2 separate regions of the Mus musculus genome follow, and region 2 is linked to region 1. Evidence: chromatin contacts called from public HiChIP or PLAC-seq data. All regions are on one chromosome and are shown on one strand. Each heading gives the region's core, a stretch centred on a gene start, on an enhancer-like site or on the middle of the called end of the contact. The rest is flanking DNA. Distances are from core to core; before and after follow the strand shown.

The links. HiChIP or PLAC-seq counts read pairs in DNA pulled down with a chosen protein or histone mark.
Region 2: a RAD21 HiChIP or PLAC-seq map of pro-B cells shows a contact between it and region 1, with 28 times the contacts expected there. The contact joins the enhancer-like site here to the promoter of Nudt15 in region 1. A contact is called at or near these places in 2 of 39 promoter capture datasets (cranial neural crest and second pharyngeal arch cranial neural crest), 1 of 15 datasets of contacts at CTCF or cohesin (pro-B cells), 4 of 484 Hi-C or Micro-C datasets (cardiomyocytes, cerebral cortex and cortical neurons) and 6 of 115 datasets of contacts at active chromatin or transcription factors (T-cell acute lymphoblastic leukemia, astrocytes, embryonic forebrain and 3 more).

What each region holds. Positions count from the first base shown.
Region 1 is chr14:73,520,871-73,526,718 of GRCm38.p6, reverse strand. It overlaps Nudt15 (nudix (nucleoside diphosphate linked moiety X)-type motif 15), which reads left to right and starts at 1,470. Exons shown (of 3, transcript NM_001360484.1): 1 at 1,470-1,659; 2 at 3,225-3,421; 3 at 5,045-5,848. The coding sequence starts at 1,505. The coding sequence ends at 5,205. Gm41209 (a long non-coding RNA gene) reads right to left here and starts at 1,417. Exons shown (of 3, transcript XR_874819.2): 1 at 1,173-1,417; 2 at 810-882.
Region 2 is chr14:74,992,809-74,998,411 of GRCm38.p6, reverse strand. No RefSeq gene overlaps it. Among named protein-coding and RNA genes, the nearest start is that of Rubcnl, 20 kb to the left of the region's middle. Within about 2 kb of position 1,646, at least 75 of the 459 cell types and tissues checked have an H3K27ac peak or open chromatin away from gene starts, as enhancers often do. A contact at or near this core is called in pro-B cells, where this site is marked.

The sequences.
Region 1 (5,848 bases), core at 221-2,720:
ACACTGAATAAGGGTTCTTCTCTCTCCACAACTTTTCCAACATTTGTTGTCAGATCTCTTGATGATAGCCATTCTGACTGGGGTAAGATGGTATCTTGCCCAGAGTTTCTATTCCTGCACAAACAGCATGGCCAAGAAGCAAGTTGGGGAGGAAAGGGTTTATTCAGCTTACACTTCCAAATTGCTGTTCATCACTACAGGAAGTCAGGACAGGAACTCAAGCAGGTCAGGAAGCAGGAGCTGATGCAGAGGCCATGGAGGGATCTTTCTTACTGGCTTGCTCAAGTTGCTTTCTTATAGAACCCAAGACTACCAGCCCAGAGATGACACCACCCATGGTGGGCCCTCATGCCTTGATCACCAACTGAGAAAATGCCCCACAGCTGGATCTCATGGAGTCACTTCCCCAACTGAAGCTCCTTTCTCTGTGATAACTCCAGCCTGTGTCAAGTTGACACCCAAAACCAGCCAGTACAGATGGCATCTCAATTCCTCAATGGAGATAGTCAACACTTTTAAAAATAGTTATTATTTTTGTTTCTCGTTTTAAACTGTCTATTCATTTGCACATTCGTTGATTGGCAAAACTTAGGACTTTGCTAAGCATACCTAATGGATACTGAAACTTTCTAATGGATTACTATGGTAGTTTAAATATGCTTGGCCCAGGGAGGTGTGTCCTTGTTGGAGTGGTTGTGGCCTTTTTGGAGGAAGTGTGTCGCTGTGGGAGATGGGCTTTGAGATACTTCTCCCAGTTGCTGTTTGAATCTTTTCCTGTTTGAATTTAGAACAAGATATACAACTCTTACCTCCTCCAGTGCCACGACTGCCTGGATGCTGCCATGCTTCCTGCATTGATTATAATGGACTGAACCTCTGGACCTACAAGCAAGCACCAATTAAATGTTGTCCTTTATAAGAGTTGCCTTGGTCATAATGTCTCTTCACAGCAACGGAAACCCTCACTAAGACAATTACTTAGGATACAAATTAAGTATACACTCAGATATATGTGTGGAAATATAAAAACTAACATTTCAAAGAGTTAAAGCTGTCTCTGGAAGCAGGGCTAAAAGGGATAGTGTCTGTCCTTGGGCAGTTTTGTACTATTGGGTTTCTAAAATTATGCACACATTAGTAGAAATAAAGTAATACTTTTAAAGTAAACCCACCCGTCCAAAGATTTAAGATGTCAATCTTGTTACAGCTGATTTCCCCAAGTTTTTCTTTTCATATTTCAGTTTTAGTTGATGTATATTTTTATCTACTATAATTTGTTTTTCTCTAAAATATGAATTTATCCTAAAGAAACTTAATTAGTCTCATTTACTTCCCCAAATCATCTTTCAGTACTCTTATGTTAGTTATTTATATGGTTGTTTCTGCATGATCTATGCACCAGGCGACAGGTGATTCGTGAGACACAACACTCAGCGAGCAATCAGCGAGGCTCCTGCCGGTTCCCGTACAGCTTCAACGTCACTTCCGGGGTCAGCCAAATGCTATGGCCGCTAACGCAGAGCCGAGGCGGCGGCCAGGAGTTGGGGTCGGCGTGGTGGTGCTGAGCTGCGAGCATCCTCGCTGCGTCCTTCTGGGGAAAAGGAAAGGATCGTTTGGAGCCGGCAGTTTCCAGCTTCCTGGGGGCCATTTGGAATTCGGGTGAGCAGGACGACCTCCGGGAAGCGGAAGCTTCGGGAATATCACTAGTCCGCACGCCATTCTCGGTCCGTGTGACGCGCTTCAGTGCGCAGTTGAGTTCCGCGAGCTCTCTACGGCCCCGGTGTCCTCCGGGATCCAGCCAGGAGGGGGTGCTGTGCCAGTACCCGGGCCCCGTTAGTCCTCGCTCTGCCCTCTCCTGGCTGCAAGTGGAAGTCGTTTGTATTTCTTAGTGTTTACAGAGAAAGTGGATGTTAACTGGGACTTTTCCTTTTGCCCCATGAGATTTAAATATATCAGAGTTTTGTGAGGCTGGCCCCGCCGCTTCTGCGATGTGGATGTGTCAGTCCCACAAAGGGGGAAGGGTAGCTAAGTCAGTTTCTGTGCAATCGTGAAGAAACCCTGGCTCTGCTCAAAAATGTGTTCTAATCCGAGAGTGTGCCTTAAAATACAATAAAAGTATCTAAGACATCCAGATTCGGTGTGATTTCCTTTAGTCTTGTATAGTAATATAAAATAATGTAGTGTTATAAAACACTTGGAAGGTAAAGCTTCAAGCCTTCCTACGCCTTATCTAACAAGCACCATACTTGATTCTGTAGACAATTTCAAAGGAAATCTGAGACTTCCTATTATGTAATTATCTGGGTCACTATTATCTAATAGGCTTATTTAGTTATAAGAGACCGAGATCTGCCTGCCTCAGTTTTCTGAGTGTTGGGATTATGGCGTGATGGATTCACTGGATGGAGGAGCCTCTCACTGGCTCTCCATGACAGGGAAACATTACCAGGCTGACAACTTCCTTCCTCTTGATGGTAACCTGTACTTTCCTATGTGGCCTGGAAGTACAAGTGTTGCATGCCCCTTAATGCTAATCATCTCTTTCTCTGTTGCCTAATTGCCTCAATTTTTAGGCTTAAACTGGAATTTTGAAGCATAAGGAAGGCATTTAATGCACTTTCAAAACACAACCCGAAAGGAACATTAATTAATGTTTCTTTTTTTCCTGGGTACAGTTGACTCAGAAGCCTGGGTTTTGTTGTTGTTGGGTTGTTTTTTATTGTTGTTTGTTTGTTTGGTTGGTTGGTTTTGTTTTGGGTTTTGGGGAGTGGTTTTTGTTGGGTTTTGTTTTTGTTTTTAGAAATAGGGTTTCTCTGTACAGTCTTGGATGTCCTGGAATTCCCTCTGTAGACCAATCTGGCCTCAAACTCACAGAGGTTCACCAGGCTCTGCCTCTAAAGTACTCGGACTAAAGGCGTGTACCACCACCACCCAGAGAAAGCCTGGGTTCTTACCTGACACACTAAACTGCACCCTTGCTGCCTAAGTCTATCTCCAGACCTAGGAATTAATGCTGTTGTTAAGTGTTAATTTTTGCATAACCTAAAGCTCTTTGGGTCTTCAAATCACTAAATATAGAATATGCATAATGTCAAGATGGAAGATTTTTTTTTAATCAGTCTAAAGCATAAACTAATTACCATTGCTTTTACTGTATACCATAATTTTCCTACCAGGACTCTCACCTCATGTGTACACTAAGCAGGCTGTGTTTCTTTTTCCAGTGAGACCTGGGAAGAATGCGCTCAGAGAGAAACCTGGGAAGAAGCTGGGCTTCACCTGAAAAATGTGTGCTTTGCCTCCGTGGTAAATTCTTTTGTTGAGAAGGAGAATTACCATTATGTTACCATATTAATGAAAGGAGAGGTGGATATGACTCATGATTCGGAGCCGAGGAATATGGAGCCTGAAAAGAATGAAAGTAAGAGAATCAGATACAATAACGTATTATTCTTCAGAGAAGCATGGTTAGAGTATCATTGCCATATGAAGAGAATCGGATTCTCTTTGTGTCTATGACCTCGAAAGTTCCTGTGTTGGAGCTAAGAAGGTGACTTTAACCCCAGCACTTGGGGAATAGTAGGGAGAGACAGAAAGATCTCTGGGAGTTTGAGGTCACTGGTTTACATAGAAAGTTCCAGGCTAGCTAGGTCTATGTAGAGACACAATCTCAAAAAGAGACAAAAACCAAAAACCTATGTTGAAATTCCAGTCTTGGGGTGATGGTGACGGGGCCTGGGCTTTGCTGATTCTGGGCCCTTAGTGAGATGGAATGTCCTGGAGGAGCTGCAACAGACGCTTCTCACCTCCTTACCCCTCAGCAGGACTGAGGCAGAGTGAGAAGGACCAGGTGCAGTCTTCAGAGGCTCACCTGCCATGTGCAGATGCTCTGAACTTCCCATTACCTCCCAAAATGGCAGCGGCAGCGGCGGTGGCTAGGATCCACTGTTCACCACAGGACTGAATGAAGCACTGCCTAACAGGCCACAAATGGAATTAGTGCTCACATGAACGAGACCCCAGAGAGATCCTCACCACGTCCTCCATGTGAGGATACAGGAGGAGTATGGCTGTCCCATGAGCTAGGAAATGGGCCCTTACCAGACATCACGTCTGGCCAGCATCTTGATCTTAGACTTTCAATCTGCAGAATTATGTGAAATGAAAGTCTGCCGGCTGTCCTGTTAGAGCAGCGCAGAGACAATGTAGAGATGGGGAGATGTGTAGATCCCAAGGGATGGAAGATACAGATACCTGTGCTCCTGTCATGGTTCTTGCACTGTCGCTGTGATTTAGGGCACAGTGAAACCACCATGTTGGAGTACTCCATGGCTAGAAAGAAAGGCTCATCTGGGAAATTGAAAGATGCTATGGATGTCTTGGGGTTGGGGGAAGCATGGACTCGAAACGTACAACACAGAATAGTGAAAGGCGGGGAAAGCCTTGGCAGTTTTAAAGAACTAGTCTGTGCTGGGATGAAGCCTGTAAGCCAGACATCCTGGAAGTTTAGCGTGGGCGTGGGTTGTAGGGAAGTGGGTGGTCGCTAGCTGTGGGACTTCAATATGTGTTCATAGGTAGCTAGATGCCGTGCTCGCTGTGCTGTGGAGACAGGGCAAATGGAAGCTCTTCCTGGCAGAAACCCAGCTCACAGGTTTTGGAGGAATGCTTATGAGGCTTGAGTGTATCTATCAGCAATCCTGTATCCCTGATGGGCATCTAGCCTGTAATATAGACATAGGCAGTGGCCCCATCTCGGGGGTCCGGTTTGGATCTAACAGTTCTCTGTGAAGTTACTTGGCCAAGTTACTTAATGGTGGGCCGTTTTCCTCATCTGTGAACAGTAGACACCTCAGATGAGTTCAGTCAGGACTGAATGCTTTGCTACATGAGACCCTGTCTCAAACAAAGAAACAAGAAACACTCCACTGTTTTCTTGGTCACCTTTCTCTTCCCAAGCTCTTCATTCTAAATGTGGGTTTTATTTGTCCAGCAAATGCCTTGCTTTCTGCCGCTTCTGCGTACTGACTGTCAGTTTCCCTTCTAGGTTGGGAGTGGGTTCCATGGGAAGAATTCCCTCCCTTAGACCAGCTTTTCTGGGCTCTCCGCTGTCTAAAAGAGCAAGGTTATGACCCATTTAAAGAGGACCTGAACCACCTGGAAGGGTACCGAGGAGAGCACCTTGAAAGGACCACGAAGACTCCTTGATTAAAAACAAAGTCTTCAGGAAATGAAAACTTCTGTTTCAGGACAACTCGATTTTATCCATAGAGCCACGTGGTCACCAGTTTATCTGCAGTCTCCTGATATAACTCAAGAACCTTAAGAAACTCTTCCTGGGGTGTGCCGCTGAATTGTCCTGGTGGCATAGAATAAGGTGTGTAAGGAGCTTGCAGTTCATTATCTGCACTTCTGCATGGCTTCCGCTGTCCGCTGCATGGAGGCGAGCGTAATAGATTGCCTTGTGCTAGTTCAAACAGAGGTCGGAACTCAAATATGGCCATTCAAGTTCAAAAGCAAGGCGCCTACTGCCAAGTTCATCAAGCTTGATGTTTTCCTTTTCCCTTTCAGCCACTTGAAAAGAACTTTTAAATGACAATTCATGTAACTAGAGAGCTTATGAAAAGCAGTAGGCTACATTCCCCTGGTGTCTGAGAGACCCCGTGTAAGTGTGAGAGTAAGCTGTGGCTCCCGCCACTAACGGCCAGGTCCTCTGCATCTCCCTTTCACAGCCTGAGACTGGGGTCCTTGTGTGCTGGGATCACACAGGGCAATGCATCGAATCACCTACTGGGGGCAGGGGGGTCCCCAGAGGTCAGGAACTCCAGAACATCACAGCCAAAGGTTGGTT
Region 2 (5,603 bases), core at 397-2,896, 1.5 Mb before region 1:
CATCCCTCAGGTCCCACATCCTCAAGGCCTTAATGCACAAGCCAGAGACCTGATGTTCAAACCCAGGCTTGGAGGGCACATGTCACATCTCAGCTATAACACCTCCTCTGTTTGTCACTCTGCTTGGATTCTCTCATAATGAGGATAGAATACTGAGCTTTCTCAATTCATCTTCGTTAAGTAAGTGATCAGTCATGTGTGTGGAAGCCCTTGCGTTCATTCCCGCAGACTCTCAGAGCCAATAGCCATAATCTGGGCTGCTTAAAATAGCAGAGCTGTCTTCTCTCCAGTTCTGGTGGGGGTGGGGCTGGAATCCAGGTACCGGGCAGGGTTGGCTTACTCGAGGACACTCTGGGAGAGAATCTGCTCCATGCCTCAGTCCTAGACTCTTGTGGTCGCCAATAGTATTGAGTAATCCCTGCCTTTAGAAGCCATCAATTTCCATCTTTAACTTCATATCTCATCTTTGTGGAGATCTGGATAAGATTGGGCCCCATAGGCTCATAGGTTAGCATGCGTAGTGCCCAGGGATGAACTGTTTTGGAAAGATTAGGAGGCATGGCCTTGTTGGAGGAGGTGTGTCTGGGGGGTGGGCTTTGCCTACTCTTTCTGCCTGCTGCCTGTGGGTCGGTATATAAAGCTCTCAGCTACTGCTCCAGTGCCGTGTCTACCTGCTCCCACCATGACCACAGGCTAATCCTCTAAAGCTGCAAGCAAGGCCCGAGTTAAATGCTTTCTTTAATAAGAGTTGCCTCGATTGTGGAGTCTCTTCACGCCAATAGGAAATAACTAAGATAGTCTTCCTCCCTAACATGTGTCTCTGTGTCCAAATCCACCCCTCCCCACCCCTCCTCTTCCTTCTGGTCCCCTCCTCTGTGATTTGCTCCCAGCTTGTTTTTGTTGTTTCTACAGTCCAGGGTGGCCTCAGCCCTTTCTCATGTGGGGATTACTGGCATATACTAGCATGCCAATCTTCAAATTTCTCTTTAAGGACCACTGTCACTGAGTATACCCTAAAGTAGCATGGCACGATCACAACTTGATTACATCCGCAAAACCTCTCTTTCCAAATAAGGTCCTGACCAAAACTGGGTGGGTTTAGAACTTCAGCATGTGGAGGTGGAGACAGCTTAACCCACAGTGTCATCAAAAGGGCAGGAAGAACCAGTGGCCTCTGGGTGGAGACTGCTGGGCAGGGAAGGAATCCTGTGCTCCTTCCAGCCTTGTTCCTGCTTTCACTGATTGTGTTTGTGTTAGTAGTACTTCTGGAACACTCCCCTAAAGAACATCTCTTTGTTTGCAGCTTATCTTCACACACCCAAATTTCTTACTGTGCAGCTATAACTTATGGTCTTTGAGGAGACATGAAAAACACTTCTGTAGCAGCTAGTGATTATGCGACATCTCTCTTCTACTCAAGGCTTTGAGCTCTGGTCACTTCACCCTTTCTCCAGCTTCTACTCAAGCAGACCTTGTTTTTTTTTTAACTCACTGACATAGAGTGGTTAGTGCTAAAACCACACATCCTGGGGGGGCACAGGGACACATGGCCTTCCTGACTCTCACTGGCCTCTCTAGCCTGCCTGCTTGCTTGTCTCCTGTTCTCTGTTGGCAGAGAGCAGTGTGACACATTTACAGCTTCACTAAAACCGTGGGATGTCCCAGCTTGTCTTTATCCAAGCCCAACACGTGGAATTACTCAGAGTGTGGTTTTGTGCTTTGGTAAAGTCAAAAGAAATGTTCTGTTCTGTAGAGCCACACCTAACTGCCCACACTGTGGTCTGAGGAAATCATGAACCTCAGGATGACACAGCTGAGATCTGGGGTGGCCTTACTTTGAGCTGGGCTCGAACATAAATCTGCGCGCCCATTCCTAGCCCCAGCTCTTCGATAAGCCTGTATTGAGTTGTCTCTGCTGCCTCTCTCCTGCACTCTGTTCTGCCACAGGCAGGGTGGGGTCCCCACACCTGTGTGGAGAGGCTTTCCGAAGACTGTCAGAGCGTTGGCATGACCAGCTTTTAGAGACGACGCCCAGTAGAATGGATGACATTTAAAAGCCTGTTCACAGTGAGGTTTGGAGAAGATGGAGGACTGGATCACTCAAGCATTGCTGCACTTTGCTTGGTTTTACACACACACACACACACACACACACACACACACACCCCACATACACACATACATGCACACTCACATACACAAACACATACATATACACACATATATATACACACACACACACATACACAAACACATACACTCACACCTTTTTAAAAACTCACTTGGCAACCTCATTATTTTATTGCAGGTGCTATGCTCACATGCCACTCTCTAAACAATGCACCTAGCAACCGCTGATCTCCACCTGCATTGAGACACACACGCGCACACACACACACACCATTTTCTAAGTAATGATATACATATTTCCAGCCTTAACAATCAAATCTAGATTGTTCCTATTCTAATGTGTTCCCAATGTGTCTGGGTAGGGAGAACAGGAAGGCTGACCCTATTGGTTTGGGTCTAAATTGTTTTGGGGAGCCCACTCAACAAAGCGACCCGTCTTTCAAGTGAATTTTTAGGGACAATCCCTTATCTACCATCCAATGCCTATGTATAAAACTAGGCATGCTTAGGATTAAAATCAGATATATTATGGGAAGAAAGTTGCGCAGTAGAAAAACGATTGCATCACCTATCAACCAAAACAGAAAACCATAGAAACCATGCCCCATACTACCAAACTCCTCCTCCTTCTGAACCAAATAAAAGGAAAACCCAAACCATAGCCAGGCCCTTGAGTTCCTTCACTCACAGGGCCCACGATCCATCTTGACTGTGCCCATTGTAATCTGTACAATCATTTCACTCAGGGTAACGTTAGCTCACTACTTTGCAAATCACAAAATAATCCTCCTTCATATTATCTCTGCCTTTCCATGCAGCCACATGAGATTTGTGGCCAACTTAACTTTAGTTTGCCTGATAGTTTCTTAAATATTTTATGACACGTACTTATTTAATCAGTTACTATGTGCACTTTGAGTTTCTTCAAAAAGACAAAGTCTCCCAGAGTGTGGCTGTGGAGTAAGACTCCGAAGTACAATAATGAAGACATACCCTCCCTAGCTGATGTCTAAATACATCTTCTGCTCCTTGTGGGAGACACTAGCATGTGTCTGTCTTAAGTTCCACTCTTTTACTAAGTTAGAGGTTGTCATCAGTTGTGGGGCAAGTAGAACTGTGTCACCAGACAAAAACCGGGAAGGGTGAGCGAATTCAGAAACCCTGGTACTTCATGTATCTGAGAATGGTAGGAGTTTCATCTACTCTGATCCGGTTCCTGTCCTGGAACACATGACCAAAACACCCCACATGAAGAGCGTGACCACTAGTTGTCCTGTAGCATAGAGCCCAGTTCTCCGTGCTAATGAGGTATCTGGATGGACCAGCCTGAGAGCTTAGCCAATAAGCTTCCCTTCCTGGACATCCCTTCCTGCAGAAGGTATTTAATCTCTGGTCCACACTGAGTAAGTCATCTGCACCCACTTTCCATGATGAACAATGAATAAACAGTTTAGACAAACAAAGACTGTCTCTTTCATCAAGAACCGCTGTGGGAAGAAGCCTTCATCATACAGAGCCTCGCTAGCAGAAGGTTCCTCTGCCCTCCTCACCCCCTAACCTAAGCGAGAGTTCCCCCTCCCCCTGACCCTCTCATTCCCGATTCCACGAGGTTCCCAGTGGGGACTGGATGCCCCGAACCCCTGCCAACTTGGCCTCAGGCTGCGCTGTTTCTCACCTGGGCTGGGGCCCCATCTTAGGCTTCATTGTGCCACTTCCACACCCCAATGGCGGTGGTGATAAAATGTAGCCTTGTCATCTGCGCTTATGCAGAACACAGACCCACAATCAGTAACTATTAAATTAGTCACTACTGAACTGAATATGATGGCTCACATCTGTGATCTCAGAAATTGAGCAATAAAGGCAGGAGTTTAGGAGTTCAAGGCTAGCCTCTGCTACATAGTGAGTTCTAGGCCAACCTAGGCTACATGAGGCTCACTCACAAACAAAAGTATAGTTAATACCCAAACTTAAGTGTGATGTGTGTGTGTGTGTGTGTGTGTGTGTGTGTGTGTGTGTGTGTATTTAGATTCTGTGTGCTTCCAGGTGGATTTTGAATTGGGGATCCTCCTGTCTCACCTTCCAGAGTGTGACATTACAATCATGTTTCACCGTACTTACCCAAACATTACTTGTGTTTTGTTGGTATGTGTTTATTAGTCATTTACCAAGAAGCTCTAAGCTGAGCTTTTCAGTCAGATTGCATCAAAAGGTTGACACTATTAAGACCTTTGGGTTCAAAGATCTCACTACAAAAATACTCACTGACCCTTCTTCCTTTGGGGAAGGTGGACTCAGAACAATTCCCACAGGAAAGCAAGTGGGTAGGCTCCTTCTATATGGGCAAGAATGCCAACCAGTGACATAAGGAGTTGTCTTGAGCCAGTGACCCTCAAAATTAGGACATGTCCAGGGGTATAGACAAGACATACACAAGGGGGTGCAAATGAGGAGGCGGGGGGAGAGAGAGACAGAGACAGGGACAGAGACAGAGAGAGAGTTAGAGGTGACCCTGAAGGCAAAGATAACATGATAGATGTGGTAAACTTTATGAAAGAAATCACTCATCACAGTCTGAAGCTAGAACAAAGAAAAGCAAAATATCACACAGTGATGCTCCCTGATGTAGGCTGACCTGACAGAAACCACACCGTAAGCATCAATAACAGCTTAAATTAATGTACTAACTGTCGGTCTCTGTGTGCATTAGACTTTAAAAAAAATAGCAAAACACGCAAGTTTTAGTCTCTGTTATAGGTGAGGATGCGAAGGCAGAGAAACCAGTTACATAAGCGGTGTAACTAGTGAAGAGAGACTACAGAGTCCAGTATTTGAGAGTTCTACACAACACTCCTGACACTCACTGCTGCCCAGGACTATAATTTCAGTCTATTCATTATTTAGTCTGATTAATTAAGGTTGCTGGGTAGAGATGGTTACTTCTAGCATCTAAATAAGGTTTTAAAATCTACCAAAATGTTTTGTGCATATATGCCTACCCATCCAAACAGTCTTCTCTGGTGAGTACCCCATCACATTCCCATATACTGAAGTCATCCCTCGATCACTCAGAACACCTAATAAACTGTGAGGTCTACGTAAGTGTTTTGTTATTCTGCATTGTTTAGGAACGGCCGGCAAGAAATGAAGCCAGTGCAGGTTCAGTTACATAGGAATTTAAACAACATCTTTGAGTCAGTGCAAACTGAATCTGTACATACAAAGTTACAAACAGAGGATCTACTTAGAGTTTTTGCCTGTTCTTTGCTTTGAACACAAATTCGCGCCTGGCTATTTCATTGACCCACCGGATGGGTATTTATTGTTCAGCGTGCTGAGCCTCGGGTGGATAGGAGTGAGCAGTTATTGGCCTCAAGACAGAAATTGCACTCATGAAACATGTCTGTTAATGAAAGTCAGATGAACACAAGGCAAGTTACCAGCCCTTTGTGATTGGGAAAATAATTATTTTA